2 separate regions of the Ovis aries genome follow, and region 1 is linked to region 2. A link is a contact called in public Hi-C data. All regions are on one chromosome and are shown on one strand. The core of a region is the stretch at or near the end of the contact, and the rest is flanking DNA. Distances in the headings are between cores, read along the strand shown. Region 1 holds the start of YARS2 (tyrosyl-tRNA synthetase 2). Region 2 holds the start of LOC101104224 (ALG10 alpha-1,2-glucosyltransferase).

Region 1 (4,384 bases), core at 557-3,056, 910 kb before region 2:
GTCAACCTATGCATAAAGAAGAACTTTATTATGTGCTTCAAGCTCAAGTGGTGGCAGGTTCTGCTAATCATTCTCAGATTTCAGTGTGGTTTTTTGCTCCAAGAAACCTTCCTTAACCTTCTAAACCAGGGTTCTTGTCCATCTTTCTGCTTTCACAGCACCCTATTTTGACATTTGTCATTCTGAACTGCAACTGAACCAGTGACTCTGGGCAAGCCAAAGGGAAATGCCACATAATTGGGGCCTAGAAATTTTTAAAGGTTGGGTGGAAAGAGGAGAGAAAACTAGGTAAAGGTGTGGTCAGGTAGAGACACTAAAAGAGGTATTTTAGAGGATTTTTAAAATGAGTAGCATATGAGCTAGCCCTGTATTTCATCTCCCTCTAGAAAATGCCATTAAAGATACATTATTCACAAATATTTGGAGTTGAAAAAATTTTTTTCGAAATGCCAACCAATGACTAACACTTAGCTTCAAGGAAGGTGCAGAGCAAAAGCAGAAACTACTCAAGGTGGTCCAGTCACCGTCAGGTTATAAACAGTCTTTCAAATTAGAAACACAGAAAAGGCTTCTTAGAAGTAGCAAACAGATACAATCTGAATCCTGGCTGCTGCTGCTGCTAAGTCGCTTCAGTCGTGTCCAACTCTGTGTGACCCCATAGACGGCAGCCCACCAGTCCCTGGGATTCTCCAGGCAAGAAAACTGGAGTGGGTTGCCATTTGCTTCTCCAATGCATGAAAGTGAAAGTGAAGTTGCTCAGTCGTGTCTGACTAGTGGTGTCTATTTCCTTCAGAGCTCTAGAATATATCCCATACCTAATATCATTAATTCAGCACTTTAGTTCTCATTAGCCAGTGATATAAAATTAACCCCATTAGACTCTCAGGGGAAATAAAAGGGCTGAAACAAACGACGTCACTCCACAATATTAACAGCGCATTACAGGCTATTTGTGTGTAACTTATTTGACCTGAGATTTCTCCTGGCCTACAGGCGCTTACTTGTGGATGAACTCGTATCCAGACATGATATTGCCCAGCTGATCTGATCCACCCAGCTGGACCCGGCATCCATAATGCTGGAACAGGTAGTAGAAATCATAGGCCTGGAGCACCTGGTATAAAAACTCGGCCAAACTCATGCCTTCGGAGCTCTTGAGCCGAGCCTGCACACTCAGCCTGCTCAGCAGCGTTCCCATGCGGAAGTGGCCAGCCACTGCCGCTAGGAAGTCCACCAGGTCCTGCTTCTGGTACCACGCCGAATTGTCCAGCACGGTGAAACTGCCCCAGGTCCGCCCATTTGCAAAGAGCTGCTGGTGATTAGCCGCCAGGGCCTTTAGCCCTTGACTCAGGGCACGGGCGTTGCTGTGCACGCGCTCCGCATCCAGCGCCTCGCGCTCCTTGGTATGACCGCTTGGGTCTCCCAGGCGCGCCGTGGCGCCTCCCACCAGCGCGATCACGTTGTGGCCCGCTCGCTGGAAATGAAAAAGGCCCAAAAGCGCCAGCAGATGCCCGACATGAAGCGAGTCGGCCGTGGGGTCGAAGCCGCAGTAGATGGTCTGGGGAAATTTCCCTCCCGTGCCGCGGTCGAAGAGCTCTGGGAGCTCTGTCTTTGTACCCCTCTCGGGGAAGAATTCCTTGAACAGACCCCGAGCCTTCTGCACCGCCAGCAACCCCTGAGCGGCCGAGTGGGCCTCACGCAGCCCCAAGGGCAAGACTCCTGACAGGCCTTGGGTACCAAGCCACGGACTCCGGTAAATGCACCGCAACATGGGCGCCGCCATCTTGGCGGCGGCACGAAGGGAATGCTGGGACCTTAGAGGCCCACCACACCCCTCAGTTCCCGCCTCTTGAAATTCCTACAGAATTGGTCAGTGTGTTTCTGCGCATGCCCAACTGAGGCGGAGCTGTTACTTAGTTACTGATATCCTCAGCCTTGGAGTTCTGACTTCCTGGGTGGGGTTTCGGCTGAAAGTCCGGGAACGGTAAATTCCATAGACCTTATTTTCCTCCTTGGTAACGTGGATGTGTTTATAATAGTTCCTACTTCAGAGAGCTGATGTGAGGATTAAGAATTAAGACCTGAGAGTTCTAAAATATTATTTTTTGTTTAAACTTATTCTTGTCACCTAAGAAAAGTCGTGATGCACAAATTCTTTGAATTCTTGGCCCTATGGAAAAATTTTTTCACAGAGGTTGTGAGAAGTTAGGAATTGGTTTAACATCATGGAGAAATACTGAGGTGGCTTGGAGATGCAGTTTCCTAATGCTGATTCCCAAATAGATGGGAACGCCTCAGTCACCAGTATTTATTAGCTTCTCCAGGAGGTGGCAGTCTTGTCTAAGCTATAACCATATATAATCTAATGAATTAAATGCAAAAGGCTCTGTTTAATTCATTTACTTCAATTACAGGTAACCAAGTGGGGCACAGCTTTGGCATCTGAGTGCTCAGTCGTGTCAGACTCGTTACAACCCCCATGAACTGTAGCCCGCCAATGTCCTCTGTCCGTGGGATTGGAATGGGTTGCCATTTTCTCCTCCAGGGGATCCTCCAGACCCAGGGATGGAACCCACTTTTGCTGCATTGCAGGCCGATTCTTTACCACTGAGCCATATGAAATTCAAATTAGTAATCACATTGCCACAGTAATAACCAGGTGCTATCAGTCCTCTCTGGGCTAGGAATGGGCCTCTCACTGGCAGCTGGCTGGCAGGGATCCCAAGTCCAAAACTGCCACTTAAAATTTTATTTATTATTTTTGGCTGCATTGAGTCTTTGTTGCTGTGTATGGTGTTACTCTGAGGGTTCCCAGGTGGCTTAGTGGTAAAGACTCTGCCTGCCGATGCAGGAAATGCCAGTTCGACTCCTGGGTCAGGAAGATTCCCTGGAAGAGGAAATGGCATCCCACTCCAGCTTTCTTGCCTGGAAAATCCCACGGACAGAGGAGCCTGATGGGCTGAAGTCCATGGGGTTGTAGAGTGGGACATGACTAAGCAACTGAACACAGAGCACAGGGGCTTTCTCTAGTTGCTGCAAGTAGGCACTACACTTCATTGTGGTGTGAGAGTTTCTCATTTTGGCAGCTTCTCTTGTTGCAGAGCTCTAGAGCGTGCCAGGCTTCATTAGTTGCAGGAGGGGGGTGCGGTAGTTGCAGTACTTGGTCTCTAAAGTGTCTGTGGTGTGTGGCCTTAGCTGCTCTGTGGCATGTGGTTTTGAACCTGTGTCCCCTGCTCTGTCAGATGGACTCTTAAACACTGGGCCAACGGGGAATTCCAAAACTCCATTTTAGCATCTTATTTCTGGGACGACTTTCAATGTCAACTGTCTTAAATCGAGTTACCTGGGAAAGAGACTCCAATGGGAGATTGATGTGCATAATTACTGGGAACAACATCTGTACTGGAAAGATGGAAGCAGAGGGAGAAGTTGATTTGTGAACACATTGCAGTGGAGGCCACAGGCAACCCCCATAGGAGCTCTGGATCTGGAGTTTCCACTCAATGTCAACCTGAATATAGGCAAGGGGGCGTGTTTTTGTACCCTGTTTTTGACCATTCCTTAAAGGTGAGATGCCCCTGGGCAAAGCTTTGGCAGAGAGTGAGATGCAGAAGAGGACTCAGATATGAGCCATCAGCAAACAATACTCTCAGCAGCTGGGAGATGAAGTGCCTTGCTCCTGATGCAGGCATGTGGCCATGCTCCAAACCGTTCTTAGAGGAACTTTTCCAGTTCTTAACATTATAAAGTCATTTAACAAAATGATATCTTATTTTTAAAAATTTGTTTATTTATGTATGTAATTCTCAGTGAAGTGAGTTTCATGAGAAATTTTAAAGAGTAATTTTGATAGAGTTTCATCAGGCTATGTAACATAACCCCAGATCCCATAATTTTCTTCCCCAAAGCACATAAACTGAATGTTTCTATTTAATATTAGCAAGGGCCAAATTGAATCTTGATAATTAAAATGAAGACACAGCAATATTTTCCTCAAGAAAATGAACATTTGAAGAGAGAAACATTTCTTTAAAAAAAGTTTATTTGGAAAAGACAGCCTCTTGAATCAGGTTTTGTATCTATACATTCATTCTGTCAATTACAGTGATATTTTAAAGTGCGTTGAATCATTGAATGTCTATCATTATCTTTCTCCCTCAGTTTAAAAGATACCAGGTTCAAAAAATATTTGCAGTTCCATCTGGTGCTGAAGAAAATAAGCAGGGTGTGTTCTAGCTTTCATGTTGTTATTCAACATATCTTAATATTTGCCATCATAACCAATTTAGCTGCATTCTTATTTCATACCACTTTGATCAGGGATATATAGTTCAGTATGTGTAGCAAGAAATTTTCCTGAGCACATGTCATGGTATATTTTTAG
Region 2 (4,448 bases), core at 150-2,649:
AAACAACAGTAATTGAGGTTACCCAAGAGGTAATTTTTCTACAAAACATTGTGAGCTATGTCAGGCAAAAATATAATTTAGCTCCTGCTGCTAAGTCACTTCAGTCGTGTCGGACTCTGTGCGACCCCATAAACGGCAGCCCACCAGGCTCCCCTGTCCCTGGGACTCTCCAGGCAAGAACACTGGGATGGGTTGCCATTTCCTTCTCCAATGCATGAAAGTGAAAAGTGAAAGTGAAATCGCTCAGTCGTTTCCGACCCTCAGCGACCCCATGGACTTCAGCCTTCCGGACTCCACTGTCCATGGGATTCTCCAGGCAAGAGTACTGGAGTGGGTTGCCATTTCCCTCTCCAATGGATGAAAGTGAAAAGTGAAAGTGAAGTCGCTCAGTCGTGTCCGACCCTCAGCGACCCCATGGGCTTCAGCCTTCCAGACTCCTCGGTCCATGGGGTTTTCCAGGCAAGAGTACTGGAGTGGGGTGCCATTGCCGTCTTCAAATACTTTCACCTCCAGCCTCCAACCACAATACTGAAATTGCGTAAAGTCATCGGAATCTAGAACAGTCTTCAAAGTTAAGTGCCTAATATGTGAAAGGCATTCTAGGGACTACAAATACACATGGTACATAGTATATCACCCATTAAGATGCGCATCCTAGTTATTTGGCAAGAAAACATTACGCTTCTGCAGAGATGCTAATCATCAAACTTTCAGGCACAGAGACGCTTTCCTTTCAACTAAAACGCCCCAATTTCTAAAACACTGTTTCCCCAACTCCCATAGAGTACTACAATTTGCCTGAATGCACTGTGAATGCTGATATAAATTAATCCTGGTTCAGAGTATTCACATTTTGAAAAATTACTTAGTACTAAATTCGCTGAATAGTGAAGGATCTCTTTGGACCTTCAAGTTTTAAATGTGAACGTCTCCATCTTTCCTTTCATAACCAAAGCTCCTCCTCCCATCCTCCAAAGTTGACGAAATCAAACGCCTTGGACCTGAACGTTTTAGTAATTCTGATCACTTGAGAGAAAAGAAAAATAACCAGGGCGGGGGAAATGCACACATTTTTAGTTTGGGGATTGCAAACATGGAGAAATACCGCCTCCTGATGGTAAGAGGTGGAAACAGCAGGAAAAAGGCCGGCAAAGATCTTCAGGAAAAGCAACTACTTTCATTTCAAAGCGTCAAACTGCTCAAGTCAGTGGCCCTCAGATCGCCGAGGTCGGCCTCTTCCGGTTGCTCTGACCACTCAGTGCGCCCTGTGCAACGTGATTGACAGAGTAAGAGCCCTGTCCGTTACCTAAATTCGTCACTCAGGAAACAGTGAACCCGACCCTTCCGGAAGCTCCGCGTCCGCGCTCTCCCGGCATCCTTTGTCTTCCGGCTGTGCTCAGATTCCCTCCGGCGAGTCCCGCTTTGCGCGCCCATTTCGATCCCGAGTGTCAAACTCGGCTTTGCGGACTTGAGATTTCTGCACAGATTTTCCGGGCCTAGGTTCTTGGCTATGGGGGCAGGAATGGCTCAGCTAGAGGGTTACTATTTCTCGGCTGCCCTGAGCTGTACTTTTTTAGTGTCCTGCCTCCTTTTCTCTGCTTTCAGCCGGGCCCTGCGAGAGCCCTACATGGACGAGATCTTCCACCTGCCGCAGGCGCAGCGCTACTGTGAGGGCCATTTCTCTCTCTCGCAGGTGGGGTCCCCAACCTGTCTGCACGCTCACACTGGCTAGAAAGGGAAGATCTGGCCCCAGCGCTAATTTCCTCCGTCTTTATCCTTAGCTCCCTTCACTCCAAACAGGAAAGGAACTGGGTAATTTTTGTTCCTCTGAGATCTGTAAAATATTTGCTAAATGAGTGCATAAATGGCAGATTTGTCTCCTAGCAAGAAATCCTCTGGGAGATTAACTAATGGGGAGCTAAGTTATTGCCCCTCTTTTTGGCAACTATTGAAAGCTATCCTAGTTTTTCTTTGCCAGTTCCAGAATTAGAGGCGTTGGATTGCTCCTAGGAAATAAAATTTCACATTCGGTCACCTGTCAAGCATCTCACTGTGTATTTTGAGAGTGGGATAGGAGAGGGCTGGGATATCTTCAGCCACTAAGAAGTGACAAGATATGTTAGTTCCACCCTTGGTGTTTTTAACAGCTTTCTGTAAACTGGATAAACTGTCAACCAGTGAAGTGTTTGAATATGTATTTGTAAATGGCAACCCAGGCTAGTATTTTTGCCTGGGAAGAAATCCCATGGGCAGAGTAGCCTGCCAGGCTACTTACTGTCTGTGGGGTCACAAATAGACAGGACTTAGTGCCTAAACAACAGCAGCAGCATATGCAGATATGGATATAAAAATCCTTTGGGAGAAGGCATTGTAGAGTATGGTTAAATATAGTTTATAATTATAGAAAAACCTGGTTTTAAAACTCGGTGCTAATGTTTACTATTCATGTGGCTTGGAAGTTTTCTGAGTTTCTGATTACTCATCTGAAAATTATGGTACACAGTATCTATTATAGGGCTTGTTACAGGATTAAATACAGAGTATTGGCTCAGTATATTGTAGTTGTCATTATGGACCCTGTGCTTTAATCTCTTTATTTTTCTCTTCATACCCTTCAGAGTTCCAGCAGGTATTTCCAGGCTTTTAAAAACTGTAGCGTTTACAATTCAATCACCAACAGACAGGCCCTCCAAAGAGGATGTCTTGGAAACTGAGTTTAAGTTGTTGACTGCTGGTTGCTGATACTTTAACAGTCAGAAAGCAAATACCAAAGACAATAAGGAAGACTTCTTTAGAGGAAGTGTCTGATTTGCCCTGATGTTAAAAGGACTCATTTAACTGTCATAGGATAACTTCCCAGAGATGCCTGATTGTTGGTAAAGATGACATTTCTGTGTCAGTCTTATCAATATAATCTGTTTCTTGCTTTTGCTTCGTTGTTGACCTTTTGTTTTTAAGTGGGACCCCATGATTACTACATTACCTGGCTTATACCTGCTGTCAGTTGGAGTAGTCAAACCTGCCAGTTGGATCTTTGGATGGTCAGAACATGTTGTCTGCTCCATTGGAATGCTCCGATTTGTTAACCTTCTCTTCAGTGTTGGCAACTTCTATTTACTATACTTGCTTCTCCGCAAAGTGCAACCCAGACACAAGGTTTGTTTCCAGAATAATTTAAGTTTATGTACAGGAAGGTCCACAATTATGGTGAATTTATGAAATTTTGTGGAAAATGTTTTTAACAATATTTGTATATATTTTATAAAGTTAAAGCAAGTCTTCTACCCCCATTTTAGAAGATGTTTGTGTTTAAATATTTGAAAAATAACTTATTTATAAAATATATAAATTTCCATGAATTAAGTCAGTTCAGTAAATATTTATTGAGCTTATTCTGTGTGTTAAGCACTGAGACTACAGAGGTAAGTGAAGCAGTCTTTTTCTTATAAAACTTGTCTTCATTAGGGGGAACAGATGTTACCTGTGCAGTTTTTATGATTTAAGAATGCAGACCCTGGAGGTGAATTATGTGGGTTTGAGTTTTATCCACTTACTAATTGTGCTACTTTGGGCAGGTTACCCCTTAGTGACTCTATGTTTTCATTTGTTAAATGGGAAAATATAGACTCAACCTCACAGGACTATCCTGAAGCATAAAAGAGCTTAATAAATGGGAAGTTCCTAGAATATTGCCAGATGTAATTGTAAGGAATCAGTAAATATTAACTATAATAGTTTTAACTTAAATGATTCCAGTAGTGTAAATTGTGGGATAACAATAGCTGTAAAACACTACAAGAATACAGAGAAGGAGCAGAAGAGCACTTGTTGCAGCCTGACTGGGAAGGAAAGCTGTTGGTTGCATTGGGTAAGACTTCACATATCAGGAAGATCATACCTGATCTGAATCTTGATGACGGATAGGGCTGTAGAATAGGAATGAATTCTGACAGAAATAACATAAGGAATTATAGAAAGACATGGAGCAACAAGATACAGGAAATTGCTATTTGTAACTAAGATTATAAAGTACAGGGATGTGAGGCTACAGAAGTAGGTAGGAGAGAAGTCATGCATATCCTTTTTATGTCATGGAAAGTATTCTAAATTTTACCTAGTAGGTGATGGAAAGCCCTTAATTTTAATCAAAGGAATGGCATGATCTGGCTTGGTGATTTAGATTAACTGGAAGATAGAATTCAAGGAAATAAGAGTACTTTCAAATTCTGAAATAGATTATCAGGCCAAAAGAAGATGTTTAACTTTAGCTGAGCCCCACTATTTTCAGGAAGATCCCTGTAATTTCATCACAGAATAGTAAGATCATTGTGTGTGGTGGTATAAATGTTACACACGTATTTAAATTCTCTCTGGTGCAGAGTTTTGAGACTGCACTAGAAATTGGTGATGATGGCCAAGTGAATGCTTATGGAAGGCTCACTGAAATG

What was found. Hi-C and Micro-C count contacts between places; a contact is called where the count stands out from the background.
Region 1: a contact with region 2 is called in a Hi-C map of liver, with 7 times the contacts expected there. The contact joins the promoter of YARS2 here to the promoter of LOC101104224 in region 2. A contact is called at or near these places in 4 of 16 Hi-C or Micro-C datasets (hypothalamus, liver, omental adipose tissue and 1 more).

The regions. Positions count from the first base shown.
Region 1 is chr3:182,640,634-182,645,017 of ARS-UI_Ramb_v3.0, reverse strand. It overlaps YARS2 (tyrosyl-tRNA synthetase 2), which reads right to left and starts at 1,806. Exons shown (of 7, transcript XR_009599977.1): 1 at 1,002-1,806; 2 at 1-6.
Region 2 is chr3:181,735,129-181,739,576 of ARS-UI_Ramb_v3.0, reverse strand. LOC101104224 (ALG10 alpha-1,2-glucosyltransferase) reads left to right here and starts at 1,399. Exons shown (of 3, transcript XM_004006737.5): 1 at 1,399-1,693; 2 at 2,959-3,156. The coding sequence starts at 1,511.